Regions from separate parts of the Drosophila melanogaster genome. Here region 1 is linked to region 2. Evidence: chromatin contacts called from public Hi-C data. All regions are on one chromosome and are shown on one strand. The core of a region is the stretch at or near the end of the contact, and the rest is flanking DNA. Distances in the headings are between cores, read along the strand shown.

What was found. A called contact is a pair of places that touch in the nucleus more often than the background predicts.
Region 1: a contact with region 2 is called in a Hi-C map of the Kc167 cell line, with 2.8 times the contacts expected there. The contact joins the promoter of CG10962 here to the promoter of rdgA in region 2. A contact is called at or near these places in 1 of 1 datasets of contacts at CTCF or cohesin (the Kc167 cell line), 15 of 107 Hi-C or Micro-C datasets (the Kc167 cell line, the Ras3 cell line, the S2 cell line and 6 more) and 3 of 6 datasets of contacts at active chromatin or transcription factors (all in the Kc167 cell line).

The regions. Positions count from the first base shown.
Region 1 is chrX:8,972,865-8,975,831 of dm6, forward strand. It overlaps CG10962, which reads right to left and starts at 1,391. Exons shown (of 2, transcript NM_176714.3): 1 at 791-1,391; 2 at 44-516. The coding sequence starts at 1,363. The coding sequence ends at 340. The region is part of intron 3 of rdgA (retinal degeneration A); the gene reads left to right. lncRNA:CR43836 (long non-coding RNA:CR43836) reads right to left here. Exons shown (of 4, transcript NR_073642.2): 4 at 44-516.
Region 2 is chrX:8,905,408-8,908,404 of dm6, forward strand. It overlaps rdgA (retinal degeneration A), which reads left to right and starts at 1,661. Exons shown (of 18, transcript NM_001201635.1): 1 at 1,661-2,337; 2 at 2,658-2,914. The coding sequence starts at 2,308. It overlaps e(r) (enhancer of rudimentary), which reads right to left and starts at 841. Exons shown (of 2, transcript NM_167171.2): 1 at 702-841.

The DNA of each region.
Region 1 (2,967 bases), core at 141-2,640, 67 kb after region 2:
TGTGCCACTCCTGTGCAATACAATCGCTTCTTCGCGTTGCATTGTTAGTTCACAAAACTGAATTATTTATTTGGCTTGAGGAAAGGTGCTGAACACATATGCCATATATAGATACATATATGTATATACTACGTAGTAACTGAACACAATAATAAAAATAAAACGAAACGAGGTGAGTGCCAACAGTTTGTGGCAAACCAAATGTGGGGGGGTATGTGAGTATCTCGCCGTGTGTCATGTGCGCCATGTCGGATCGGGTCGTTCGCCTTTATTTGATTTTTACTGTTCCACTGCAAGTCGATTGCCTAATCTCGGGGGCTGCGTTGTGTTGTCGGGCTATCAGAAATATTCGCCCACCGCCCTCAGCGTTATCTGCTCCACCTGAGTGTGCGGTGGCGTGGATAGGGCGTACAGTACAGCCTGAGCGACGTCGTCCGCCTGGAGGATTACCTCGCCCAGCTTGGCCTTCGTTTCGTCCGGAACGATCTCGGTGGCCACCCAGCCGGGATTGATGCTCTGCAGGATTGGAAAATTTATGCAAATATTATTGACTCAATGAGTTATTAAAAAATAATTCTATTAAATTAAATTCGATTTGGGAAAGCGTTTATAACGAGGTTATACTGTACCAAAGCAGCTGTGCTTATCGAAATGCTAGTTTATGTTTGAGCAGGTACTTATTATTTATGGATTTTTACAACTTTTTGCGGAGATCATAGCCGGTAAATGGTTTTCGTTTTGTTATTGATTGCTAACCAATTTGATGTGCCCACAAATTTCTTTTGCTCACCGTGGTCTTAATTTTTGATCCTTGATTGATTAGCTCCTGTCGGCAGATCTCCTGGACGGCAGTCAGGGCAAATTTGCTGGGCGTGTACGCATTTAGGCTCTCATCCGCCGGATCTGGCTTATAACCGGCCACTCCGGCCGTGCTATTCACAAAGATCAGATGTCCAGCCACCTGGCGGCGTCTCATGCTGCTGGCGGCCAATTTGGTGCAGTAAATGCTGCCCATGAGATTCGTCTGTAGTATGTTGTTGATGTCCTTGGTGGGCATATCGATTAGCTGGCCACCCAGCACAATGCCCGCATTATTGATCAGCACATCGATGCCGCCCAGTTCCTTTTCGATCCACTCGAACGCTGTGTCCACCTGCAACTCCTGCGATACATCGCATTTGTGCTGATGGAAGCGCATCCTCTGCTCCGCCGGCAAAGATTGGCGCAGCTGCTCGAGGCGATCGGTGCGTCGGGCCAGGCCAACCACCTGTAGACCGGCTGCCACCAAAAGCCGGGCACAGGCTGCTCCGATTCCGGAACTGGCGCCACTGATAACGGCCACGCGATTCTGCCAACGATCCATCGCTCACGAATTTCGGCGCTCAACTGAGGCCGCAGTACAGCCGATGATCGGGTTATATGCATTCGGTGGAGCTTATCGCAGCGTCGTGATAGCTCTCTCTCTCTCTCTCTTTGTGCACTGAGAGAAATGCCCATGATGATTATGTATTAAATGTATTAAATATGCAGTATGAAGTGTAAGTTAATAGTATAGCAACAAATCTATCTTTTAAGAGTATTCAAAGAACTACTGATGAGTTCTTTTTCTGAGTGTACTTTCAAAGCGTGTAAACGTTGTTGGCATGACGTGTCTTTCGTTCCTTGAAACAGACCATCCGATCAGTGGGACTGCTGACAACAGATGTTGTTTCGGCCTATCAACCCCAATGAATTCAATATGATAACCAATCATTCAAGGCCTTAAGAAATGTGCTTGTTCATATTGCAAAAACTTAAAAACATTGATTTAAAATATATATATATAAAAGTATATGATAATATTATATCGAGATTATGGGAAGATTTCAATGGCTTGTGTAATGGTCTGTTGATAGCTTCTATTTTAAGCACTGCCTTGGGATTCCTTGTTTTTAGGTGCCTGCAGTTTTCATCAGGAGTTTTTTTTTAGCCTCGTTTCATTTTCCCATGCATTTAAGGCCGACCATTAAAGAGGCCAGCACGCAATGCAGTTAAATGGCGCCTCAAGTTATGGCCCACACACACAAACACACACACACACTCACACATGTGCAATACTGCAGCGGCACGTGTGTGTTAGTGAGTGGGTATCTGTGTGTGTGTGACGGGTTTATCGCCCGCACACACGCTTGACATATTTTTGTGCAGCACCGCTGGCTTTTGTTTTTTTTTTTTTTTTTGTTTTTTATGTCCGCTCGTAACATTCAAGAGATGCTTAAATGGCAACAATAAGGCAACAAAAGGGATATCCCCTTTGCTTGGCTCCATTTGCCGCATCCAGTTGCAACATGTTGCAAGTGCCAATGCCCATCAAATCACAACTGTGGCCATTTTGCCAGCACTTTATCATGCAATTACTCACGCAAATGATGACAGAGAAAGGAGCTTTGGCAAAAACAAAACTATGCCATAAAACATGGCACAAAAAAACCCATCGTCTAAGGACATACAAATTGTCCATTCCGCTGGCAATTCTGATTAACCATCCATCTGAGTGGCTCATCAATACAGCATGCACCATTAAATTGATGCCAAGCAATTTGTTTGGATTTTTCCATGCCATACCCATACAATTTGTTACAATTTTTTGTGCCTCACTTGGCTCAATTTAAATCGAAGCGTGCAAATCGTTAGCCGAATGTCTTCACCTTTATCTACCTGATTTTTTGGTGCCTTAAATTTTACGGCATAATTTATTTAAGCAAAATGATTGTTTAAATATGTAAGCTCATCTATAAGATGCCCTCCTAAATCTTCAATTGCATTGCTTCATGTTTAAAATGTGAGCTGTCAAAAGAAGGTTAGAAAAACTAAACAAAAAATAAACTAAATAATAGTAGCTGCACTGGGATAAACCAACAAATTGAATGGACTGAAATTAGACCACTCTTGGCTGGCTTTTCACTAACTGCTTTGCTGTCAATGAAA
Region 2 (2,997 bases), core at 411-2,910:
AATGTTATTGGCGGTGATCTATGTACTCAAGCGATATGTATGTATGTATGTTACTAGTGTGCGTTTCATTACATTACGTTTCATCTTCATCACTTACATCCTTTTTTTTAACAAGCGTTTTTTCTATAGCAAAGTCCGAAAGATTCCGAGACTCTCGAAGTTGAAGTTTACTTCGCCAGCTCTGCAAAAATTGTGCATAAATATTTATTAGAAGCATAGAGAGCTGTCAGCAAAAAAAAAAAAGACAAAAAAAAAAGGAAAAGAACAAAAACGAAAGAGATGGAAGAGATATGCTGTTGCCGCATGCAACGCATCGCCCCATCTCGCTCGCGCTCTCGCCGCAACACCAATACACGCGCACCACACATGCTGGCCAGCAGAACGCTCTTTGATTTTCCAATTTGCAACTGGGAAATAGACTAAGATGGCACTTCCAGCATGGAAAACGAGTAATTTGTGTGTGAAGCGAATGTTGGCAATGGAGAAATGCGTACATTTGTACAAGATAATGCACGCTTATGCCGCTTCACTAAAACACAAACATTCGGAAGCGCGAACAGACACGCACACACATGTACAAGGAGTAACGGCCGCCGCGTGTGTGTAACTAACTGTATGCAATCACTTGTTTTTCTTCCTTTTCACCGATTTTTCTCGAATTTTAAATAATTCCCATGTCTCCCGTTTAGTGTTCAACTTACCCGTTCGAACGCCGGACTATATGGACTATGATAATATGCTGATTCAGTAAAGAGATTCGGTAAAATCAGCGCTTGATTCGTTTTTTTTTATTTTGCCAGTTCTATGGGTTTTGAAGAGGAGGCTGAAGCTAGAGATGAGCGCTTCGCTGCGTGCCTCGCCGTGACAAAATAATCGAAAGATATCGATTAATACTAACATCTTTTATTTGATATACATTGTTTAATAATATTTACCAAATTAAATGACAATTGTGATTTTTTATACTTAATTGTATCAATGTATACTTGCATTTCAATTTGTATATGTATTTGATTCCATATTATGTTCATTCACTTTTTTATTGAAAAGCACACTTTATGTATATTACGCCTTTAGGTATAAAGCATGTTTTTCAATGCATATTTTCATTTCATTTGGCGTAATTCATTCCATATTTAGTCTTCAGATTTTTTAAATAAAATTAACTAAAGCTTTTAACATATACTCATCATAGTAATACATTACAATAACTACGGAAATTATTTATTTATTATTTTTATTTTATATATTTATAAAAAAATTATAATTATAATGTCAAATTAAAGTGGATTGCATTATTTATTTAGGTTCATTTTATTTTGTTATTACATATAAATATTAGGTATTACGTTTATTTAAGTTAGAATAAAATTAACGCCCATCAACAAATTATGGTCATTAAAGTCTTTATGAAGTAAACTTAATGTACAATCATTTTCACTTAAAGTGCATATTAAAAAGCATATTTTTACATTTTTTAGTATTGTATTTAATATAAAGTCAAAAGTTACTTTTAATGAAACAAAACTATCGCCCATCGCCAGCTCCGCAGTCTGGCCACTGTTCTCACTGTTCCCAGTGCTGCCAGACAGCGGCAATCGAAGATCCGAGTGCCCACCAGCTGTTTGATCTCAATTGGACCAATTGGAAGAGCGCGGTGTCGCGGGCAGCGCAGTCGAGCGGCGGCAGAGCGATCGGCAAAGAAATCAACAACAAAAAGCAAAATCTCGTCTCAACATTATTTACGTGCTTTTTGTTTTAGTGAAAAGTGAAGGCGCAGCCGCAGCAGCCCGTGTTTCGCGCGTTCCCATTAATTTGTTGTTATTTTCAATTGTGCAAGTGGCGTTCGTGTCTCTCTTTTTTTTTTTTTGTTTTTTCCTGTGTGTTTGTGTGCGTCCTAATTGAAAGAAAATGAAGTGAAAAGAAGCAAACAAATTGGGAAATAGCAACGTAAACAAATCAAATAATGAATGAAGTAGAAGAGCAGCGAAGTTAAATGAAACCCAGGCAGTAAATTGAAAAGCAAAAAAGCCCTGCGAAAATAAGATGATAAAGGCTGTGAAACGGGGAAACCCGTTAAAGTAGCACCGAAAAGGCAATAGTCAAATAAGAAAACACAAAATCCAACCAACGCGACGCACGCGTGTCCAATTTGTCGCCTCTGCTTCGTCTCTCTGCTTCCTCTTCACTGTTCTGCGCACACCGTTGCACGATCATTCATGTGTGGGTGTTGTATCTGTGTTTCTTGTGCATTCTATTTGATTTGTGTTGTTGCTCATCTCTTATCGCTGAAATCTCGAAATCTCAATGTTCTCGGCGACCAATGGCAAAATCAAGGTAAAAAAAAAAACGTCCACTTAATAGTTTTCTTAACTTACCAAATGGTGTCTTGGCTACAGAGAAACTTATGCTTTGAGTTGAAACTGAAATATGTACAATATTACTGTTTCCGTTAGTTTTATTTTAAAATTGATAAGCCATTCTATATTTCTCCTGACTGCGCATTGTTTAAATATTATACTAATTATCGTATCGTATCAATATCTTATCTGATGTTTGCACGAGATTTGTTGCGGTGTATTTGATTTAATATAAAACTATATCAGTAAATGTTTGATATACGTTAAAATACAACAAATATTGTACATTTTTTACAGTTACCTCCGGAAGATGCTGTGCTGGTGACGTCACCGTTGCGCTGCCTCTTCAACGGCCCCTTTCGCGATCTCCACTTCAACGTCACCGATCACCGCATTATTCCCGTCCACGATGTCGTTTTCCTCGACGATTTCGAACGCAACGTGAAGCCTTTGATTTACCGCCCCGTGACGTCAGAGGTCGCTGCCTCTGCCAACGTCGATGAGGAGGCAACGCCGGCAGAGGAGGAGCAGCGCAGCTTCATTCCAATCAGCAGGTGAGTCACATCCAACAAGTGCGACAGAGATGGCAATCAATCGATCGTGGCCTTGAACTTGATTCCATTTCGTTAGTCCCCAA